2 separate regions of the Ovis aries genome follow, and region 1 is linked to region 2. The links are chromatin contacts, called in public Hi-C maps. All regions are on one chromosome and are shown on one strand. The core of a region is the stretch at or near the end of the contact, and the rest is flanking DNA. Distances in the headings are between cores, read along the strand shown.

Region 1 (4,171 bases), core at 538-3,037, 150 kb before region 2:
GTTAAGATTGTAGATTATTGTGCCCCAGAAGGAGCAATAATAACAAACAGATTGTTAAGAGATAGATTGAGAAATGAGGTGAATTCCATAATTTGATAAATACGAGAATAGTGGCTTAAACAATAACCAGTTTGTTTTGATTGTCCAAAAGGATTCAGAAAAGTAAAATTAATTCACTGCAATCTATTAAACATAGGATGAACTTTTGGGAAGAGTAGAAGTCAAACAGCTATTGTTAATAACACCATATAAGTTGTTTATGTTTTATAAGCACATCAGCATGCATTTTTTAAATAAGAAACATATAAGCAGTTTCTTAAAAACCCTAAACATTTTATAGTCTATGTTACCTGTTTACCTGAATTATAAGGGCTTTGTGGTAGTGTTTTCCAGTGGAGAAAGGAAACATCAAATTTCTTCTCTTTTTTTTTTTAAACCACAAATAAGATCTTTTGTTTGTCACTATTAAAAGTCTGCATTTTAAACAGGTTCTTGGACTGTTGGCTTATATCCATTAGTTTATTCAGCTTTAGCACCTGTCTCATCCCCAGCAACTTTTCCAGAACTACTACCTTTACCATGTAGCTCCGCGAGTTTTCCTACTTCAAACTTGGGCTTCTGAAGCATTTTTACTTTTCTAACAAAGACATCATAGAGTGGAAAAATAGGTTGGCAAGCTTTTTCTCTGTCTTTTCCCGTGCTGTCTGGAATCGATTTATTGACATCCTCCTTCAAGTCATTTGTCTGCACCTCTCAGGTCATGATTTCCACCATCATCTTGTGAATCTGGCGCACCTGCTGGTGCTGGGCATAAGAAGTCTTCCAAATCTGATTGTTGCATTTTTTAGTAAAACACATGTGAGAACAGATGAAGCACATTGATATAAACATGTGCTTCAGTCATGGTCTGCCATTTTTTGACCGTTGAGCACATTTTGTCACAGGTAAGATCCATACCATGGAAATCTCAGTCAGGTTTTACCCTGAACATCCTCCGTAATTAGCTTGAATCGTCTAAAGGCAGCTTCATCATTCTGTAGATCAGCAAGATTCATTTCAAAAACACAACCTTTGAGGCCATCAGATGTGATTTTGTTTCCTTGAGTTCTTGTGGTCAGTGCTTTCCTACTATTCCTTGTATTGAACATAGCTGGTGCTTTCACATCATACCAGTCTTCCTTAGAAAATGGGTCAACCACTATCTTCTTGGCTCCCTTTCTGCCTCCTTTTGTAAGACGCTTATTCTTGCCAACCGTCTTGGTGACGTTCAGAAAGCCAAAAGGGCAGACACATAGCTTGCTCGAGAACTTCGGTGAGCAGGGCAGAATGCGCTGTCTGTATGACCCCAAGTTTCTTCTCTTAATCATCCCTACTTCCTACAAATCTTCAAAAGAGTAAGATTCCTGTTTATTCCTATAGCCATAAATTAAAATGCAAATACCAGCATGGAAGCAAAATAGATCACATATATTATAAGAAATTATGAAATTTACATGTGGCAGTGATTATCATACTACAGAAAAGAGTTTTGTTTTTTTTTTTAACTTTTAGAGTACATCTAAAAGGGTGTACTAAAATGGGTGATCTCCTTTTCTCTTTCCGCATTCACTGGGAATTCAGGCAGGAGTGAAAGTGGTGGCAGCAGCTGTTGCTTTTGTGAAACTGATGATGGGCTGATGCCTTTTAGGTTTAAAGAGGAGGTCTTGTCACTATTGTGGTGTCTGCTGCAGGGCTGGAGGAACAGGTTGTCCTACACCCAAGGACACACAGTCTTTTCTCCATTGAAGAACACTCCCTGTACCCTTCTTTTGAGTTTTGGCCAGGGAGTTGAGGAGACATCTCTTTTGAGGACATTTTGTGACTCCCCTGTAAATTCATTCTGATTTAAAGTAGGAGTCTGTAAAGGGTCAAAGAGTAAAAATTTTTGGCTCTGTGGGCCAGAAGATCTCTGTCAAGACAACTCAGCTCTGCTGCTATAGTGCAAAAAACAGTCAAAGCAATATGTAAATGAGTGAATGTGGCTGTGTTCCAGTAACACTTATTTATCTGAACAGGCAACAGGCTTGATTTGGCCCATGGGTCATAGTCTGCCAACCCCAGTCAGCACGTTGGAGAGCCAGTAGTGTTCTCTTCTATGTGTGTTTCCTTGACAACAACTAACTTATGTGCAGCTTGTAAATAGGATAATAACAGTAGTATAGTGTGGAAATTGGGTTTATTCATACATTATTTTTTTTTGCCTGGGCAAAGGCAGTTAGAAAGTAGGATTAGAAGGTTAATTGTCCATAAACCTTTTGATCTGTTGCTACATGGCTGGGAGCCCTTTCAGCTTTTTTTCAGCAAATTGAGAATGAGAAGTTACACTCAGGTACCTTCCCCAGAAGTACACCCTCAGCATTGCATGGCTCTCAGCTTGTGAACTTTACTTCCTCCCATGCCCACCTGGAGGGCAGCCCCACTAGCTCAAAGCTCCACTGCATCTGTGTTCCCTCCCAGCTTTGACCAGGCATTTCCACTCTAGTGTTCAGGTGTGTTGCCTACACCAATTTTTGTTTTCATTAGAGCTCTAGTTACAAAGCCGCATGGGTTTTGAGTTTGCCTCAACAGTATTTCTCCCATGAAACCTATTATTTTCAGTGTGAGATTTTTATGGACCGTGAGGTTTTCCTGGAATGCAATTGCCATATGGAAAAATGTCTATGATTCTTTGTAAGGTTATGATAAGATGACTTTTCATCATATAGTCCGTAAATAGCTAATGGAGTGCCTGTTATGTACACCAGGCACTGTTCAGTGTTTACAGGATATAATTAAGGTGGCCATAAAATTTATCATTTAAATTAGGAATTGAAAATAAATGGAGTTACTATGAATAACTATTAATAACTATCCTGGGAGAACAGATAAAAGAGTGTGTGTACGTGCTCAGTCATGTCTGACTTTTTGTGACCCCATGGACTGTAGGCTCCTCTGTCCATGGGATTTTCCAGGCAAGAATACTAGAGCGGGTTGCCGTTTCCTATTCCAGAGGATCTTCCTGACCAAGGGATTGGTGTCTCTTGCATTCCTGCATCAGCAGCCAGATTCGTTACCACTAGTGCTACTTCAGAAGCCCATAAAGGGGAGGCAGACAAGAAAATAAGTGAATGAGTAACTACATGGGATGTGCTCTGAAGAAGTAACAAGATGTTTTGATAAGGGTGACCTGACATTGGAAAAAATGATTGGAGAAGACTTTAGGGGCTTGTGACACTTAATCTTACACTGAAAATTGAGAAGACGGTTTATGTGAGGAGTGCCGGAGAATTGCTCTAGGCAGAGAGAACAACTTGTACAAAGGCCTTAAGGTGAAAAGTGGGTTTGTGTGCCTACGAAAGTAAAAAAGGCCACTGAGCCTGAGTCCTTGTTATTGAAGGAGAAACTAGTTTGAATTGAGATTAGAGAGACTGGCAAGGACCACATCTGAGCTGTTAGTAACAGCCACAAGCCACTTTTATGATCTGTTGTCCATTTCAAAAACAAAAGCTCTTCCACCTAGAACGTCTTCGCAAATTTAGTATGTTAATAGTTCTTTCCCTTTGGTGGAAACCCTCAAGATCTGTATTCTTTTTCTCTTTTATTCTTAACTCCCATAGGCAATTTAGAACATTGTATAGCCCCTGGTGATTGGTCACTTATTGTTAAGATATTTGTTCCCTATTACCAAGCTATCTGGTACAATAGTTACAATAGTTAATATTTTATCTATTTATCTAGCTGACCTATATCGTGACAAGACAGGAAACTGCTGTGCCTTCATTGGCTTCATTCTTTGTCATCTTGCCCTAAAACAGTAAGGAGCATGGTGAATGCAGCCTTTCAAATCCTCAACCACAGGCTAGCTATACTTTTTTCTGTCCGCAAGGTGGTGCTGTCTACCAGAGTAAGAATAGTCAAAATTTGGGCTTAAGCTCAGGAAGCATCCCAAAACTTGTTTCAGAGATCTTTTTATTAAGTGAGGTTTAAATTGCCCCTTTAGTAGTCAACTCCAGCAGGAAAGGAAAAACATGTGATCTTAAAGAAGCACAGAGGGCTTATAGGGAGTTTGCTCCTTAAAGTAAATAGTGGTTATGTGAGGTTTGCGTTGTAATTATCCTTTGAATTGAATTTGTTTCATACATTCTTCTAGGTA
Region 2 (4,723 bases), core at 826-3,325:
TCTAATTTAAAGAAGCCACACATGGGTAGTGGCTGTCATGCTGGACAGTGTGGCTTTGAACCATTTCCCCGTGCTGCACCGTAGACTTCGTGCCTGATGTGAAGACCCGTTCAGGCTCTTCCTCCGAAGTCGGCCTAGTGCTGATCTAGTTGTTCTTTCTAGTATTTCCTGCTGTTGCCCTGAGTCAGGCTCTGTGTCCTCTGGGTTCTTTACACTGTTTGTGGGCTCCCTAAGAGTAGCCTCATGACTCACTCACCTTTGTGTCCCCAGCATCCAGGATTACACCCGATGACACACAGAACAACCTAACAAATGTTCAAATGTTTGTGGATGGTTTTTTTTTTTTTTAAATAGTTTTTATTGGAGTTTAGTTGATTTATAATGTTGTGTTTCAGGAATATAGCAAAGTGGATCAATTATGCATATACATACATCCACTCCATTTTTAGATTCTTTTCCTATACAGGCTATTAGAGAGCTCCCTGTGCTATGCAGTGGGTCCTTATTAGTTATCTGTTTTATATATGGTACTCTTGTGTATATGTCAGTCCTAATCTGTGTGGATGGGATTTTTGGTGGCTCAGATGGTAAAGCGCCTGCCTGCAATGCGGGAGACCTGGGTTCGATCCCTGGGTTGGGAAGATCTCCTGGAGAAGGAAATGGCAACCCACTCCAGTACTCTTGCCTGGAGAATCCCACAGACGGAGGAGCCTGGTAGGCTACAGTCCATGGGGTCACAAAGAGTCGGATACGACTGAACGACTTCACTTCAATAAAGAAGCAGTGCCAGTGGCCCAACACCACCTGATTCTCTAAAACAGGAAGGGAGCTACAGAATTTTCCTTGCACAGCAATAAACCTGGGGAGGACAGGCTTCAGAGGAAATGTCTTTATTGTTGTTTTGGGGCTGCTGAGCATCAACCGGGAAGTGAAACTGACCAGCTGCTAGAAAGAAACCTGTCTATAGGAGTGGGCCTTTGAGCAAAGGTAAACAGGTTGAGTGGGCAGGACAAGCAGGACTGCTCCTCCAGGTGGGGCAGTGACCAGTCGAGCAGATCAGAAGCAGGAAGTAGCATCTTCTGCTTGTGGCATCCTCATTGAACAGACAAGAATCACCCAGTTCACCCAGTAGAGGGGTCTCAGAGTCAGCCTGGGGCCCCTTGGCAAGTCCCAAAGGCACAGGACATGTGAACATACCCTAGTTTGTGATGGGGTGAGTCTGGGGGACGTTGGTCCTCTTTCCCCTAAGATGGAGTTGCTCTGGCTGTCTCTCCCACAGAGGGTGTCTCCCTCAGGTGAGATCTTTCATCCCCTATTGCTAAAGAGAGTCTGGAGCCAGACAGTCTTGAGTCTGAATTCTGGCTTTCCCATTACTAGCAAGTCGTTTAACCTTTCTGAGTTTCCCATTTTTTCATCTGTCAGAATATCTTTCAGGGGTGTTTGAGGTCTGAGAAAGAATAAATGTAAATAGCCCCACTGTTATTATTAGTAGTAGTAATTACACAGGGAGGTCTCCTGCATAGTTTCATGATCAAAGCTTCAGGCTTGAAAACCAGAGTCACTCAGAGTCATTGAAATAAACATATTTTTCAAAACTTGAACTATTTTATGCCCTCTGGGTGATGAGGCACAAAAAATAAGGATGGGGTTTCCGGAAACCTGGATGAGCTAATAGATGCTGTTGTTGGCTCACTGAGCAAGTTGAGCTTGTCTGAAGGGCCCGCAGACAGCGTTGTCTGCCAGGTGCAGCTCCTGAAGCAGAGAACGCTCAGACTTGGCATGTCTGTTTGGGGCAAGACAACTATGAGTCATTCTGTTTGTCCAGGGCATCTTCAGCCTGGTTGTGTGGACGTGTGAGTGGAATCCTTGTGAGGTCTTTACACCTAGGTTGAATATAATCAGCTTCTAATGTGTTTAAGAATTCGGTTTAGACATGAGTTACCAGTGTCAGCATGCCTGCTCACACATTCGCCGTTTTGTTTTCCTGTCCTGCTTAGTGGGGAGGAGAGGCATGTGGGCCCTCCCCCGAGTGCAGGTCCCAGATGCTGGGACTCTGCGGAGCTTGGGGCCAGGATGAGTCACACAGACACACAAGCGCGGTGTTAGGGAACAGCCTGCTGGCAAGGCCCGTGCCAGCCTGCAGTGGTCAAGCTCAAAGAGCCAGTTACCAAAGGGCTGGATTTTGTGTGTGTGTGTGTCCTTCATTTTTTCTTTTTTGGTATTAATTATTACATACAGATAAAGGAATATTGATTTTAAAATATGCATTTGTTACTAAAAAAATACAATAAATTTCCATGTGCCCAGCACCTAGTTTAAGAAAAGAAACAGCACCATGACCTTTGAAGTCCCTAAATACCTTCTGTGCCCCTCCCAATGGGACTGGATTCTTCCAGTGGAATTTTATTTCTCAATGCCTGAGGCTCAGAGAGGGAAAGTGACTTGCCTGAGGTTTCAGTTTGTCAGTGATGGAGCCAGAGATCTGAGGAAGTCACCCAGGGAACTTGGTGGGAAATCTGATTCTATCTGGCCCAGCGTGGCGGATGAAGGGTCACCTGGTCACCTCTGACATCTCCGACACATCGTGGTGCTGGAACAGGCCGTCCTGTGCCCCGGGTCCCTGGCTCCATCTGCTCTGGCGTATAGCTGGAATCCTCAGGCCAGTCAGCCAGCAAGAGTGAGTAGCAGCTCCACAGTCCTGCAAAGGTCACCACAGGCCAGAAGCCAGTTGGATGTGGTGACAGTTCTTCAGGGCACAGGGAAAGCATTGTCAGAGCTTTCTGTGATTGCCCCCAGGAGGTGCATGTGAACCTCTCTCAGTCTCTGCACTTGGTCACCTCCTTGTCACCCGTCCTAAAATACAGAGTGACTGGAGACATGGAGCAAAGAGCCAGCTGGACTGTCAGACCACAGGAGTTTTATTTTAGGAATACTGTGTATTCTTTTCAGCAAAATAATTACCCAGAAATCAGAAAGAACCACTGAAGGACTTCCCTAGTGATCGATTAGCTATGAATCCAGCTTCCAGTGCAAGGGAAAGAGGTTTGATTCTTGGTAGGGGAACTAGGATCCACATACCTCGGGCCTGCTGAGCCTAAGCACCTCAACTAGAGAGAAACGTATTTGCTGCAGCGAAGACCCAATGCAGAAAAAGAAAAAACAAAACAAAACCTCTGAAAGTATTAGGAGTGTTTTGTTTTGTTTTTTAAAGAAAGAACCATTGAGAAAAATATGTAAATAGTGATGAAGTGGAGGAATGGTAAATAGACATATCCTGGGCTTCCCTTCACCAGGCTCAGCTGGCAAAGAATCCGCCTGCAATGCTGGACACCTGGGTTCAATCCCTGTGTTGGGAAGATCCCTTGGAAAAGGGAAAGGCTCCCCACTCCAGTATTCTGGCCTGGAGAATTCCATGGACTGTATAGTCCATGGGATCACAAAGAGTCGGACACAACTGAGTGATCTTCACTCACTTCATCTCTTTTCTTGAGGTTGTAACTTTGTTTACTAATAACTCTCAGTGCAGACATCTTTCTCCCCAGACTCCTGTTTCTGGGAGCAAGACTGAGGCCTCTTAGAGTTCTCTAAGAGGCTTGAGTCAGGGCTTTCACCTCTCAGCTTTGAAAACCCAGAAGTGTGGAAATTTCAGATCAGAAGAGAGTACCTTGTAAGCCCTCCAAGTCAGTGTTTCCAAATCATGGGATTTCAGGGACTACTAGCATTAAAAAAAAAATCCTGGTGACAGAGTTTCCAACTTTTTATTTTACTGAAGACACTAAAACAGTCAACTACTGGCCATTTGTCTCGATTTTATGAAAGAAAGGACTTTTTAACAACAGCAGGCAGCAGCAAGACACCTGTAATTACTCAATAAAGAATGAAGCTTAAGTTGGAAACATTCAGCTCTGACAAGATCTCTGAACTACCTTGGCTGGTTATCCTCACTGTGACACTGACCAGCCAAGTCTCTGCTGCAGACCAGCACGGGCCCGTATTGGGCAGAGGTCTGCCACTGTGACCCAGTGGCTCACAGCTTTGGCTGCATATTGGAATCACCAGGGAAGCTTGTAGAAACCAATATGGATTCCTGGGCCCCACCTCTGTAGACTGATTCACGTAGCATGGGTGGTGCTCCCCAGGTGAGTTCATTTTACAACCAGAATTGAGAACCTTGGCTGTAACCCAGTCCCCTTTCCAACGCCTGAACTCCCAGAATAGCATTTCAGCCAAGTCGTTGTACAGCTGAGATAAGAGGCCTTAAGGTTCAGGAGTTTCCCTATCTCTTAAATATCTCTGAACTCTGAGTTTGGAGAAGGGATTTCCTGACGGTCAGGATCAGAGAGGGGAGGGGAACCTCTACTGACTGAGTGTCTGCTGAGAATCAGACCTAAGCTTTTATTAATCGCTCAGTTTTTTTTAAGGTATTCTAATTAATTAATTGTAAATATTTATTACTTTATTTAAAAATATAATAAAATATAAAGAAACAAAAATGGCATATAATCCTACTGTCAGATATCTCCTGTTGAATTAAAAGGAGGGAAAAATCATTTGGCACTAGGGACTGGTTTCATGGAAGACAATTTTTCCATGGATGGAGTGGGGAGGGATGGTTTGGGTTATATAATATAGACTATATATATATAATATAGAATATATAAGATATATATATAGAATATATAAGTTACATATAAATATGTTATATATACTATATATTATATAT

What was found. Hi-C and Micro-C count contacts between places; a contact is called where the count stands out from the background.
Region 1: a Hi-C map of hypothalamus shows a contact between it and region 2, with 4 times the contacts expected there. The contact joins two enhancer-like sites. A contact is called at or near these places in 3 of 16 Hi-C or Micro-C datasets (hypothalamus and tail adipose tissue).

Annotation. Positions count from the first base shown.
Region 1 is chr13:64,092,992-64,097,162 of ARS-UI_Ramb_v3.0, reverse strand. All of the region lies in intron 4 of NCOA6 (nuclear receptor coactivator 6), which reads left to right. It also overlaps the pseudogene LOC121816274. Among named protein-coding and RNA genes, the nearest start is that of NCOA6, 47 kb to the left of the region's middle. Within about 2 kb of position 1,787, at least 8 of the 54 cell types and tissues checked have an H3K27ac peak or open chromatin away from gene starts, as enhancers often do. A contact at or near this core is called in hypothalamus, where this site is marked.
Region 2 is chr13:63,938,298-63,943,020 of ARS-UI_Ramb_v3.0, reverse strand. The region is part of intron 10 of PIGU (phosphatidylinositol glycan anchor biosynthesis class U); the gene reads left to right. Among named protein-coding and RNA genes, the nearest start is that of MAP1LC3A, 23 kb to the right of the region's middle. Within about 2 kb of position 2,075, at least 19 of the 54 cell types and tissues checked have an H3K27ac peak or open chromatin away from gene starts, as enhancers often do. A contact at or near this core is called in hypothalamus, where this site is marked.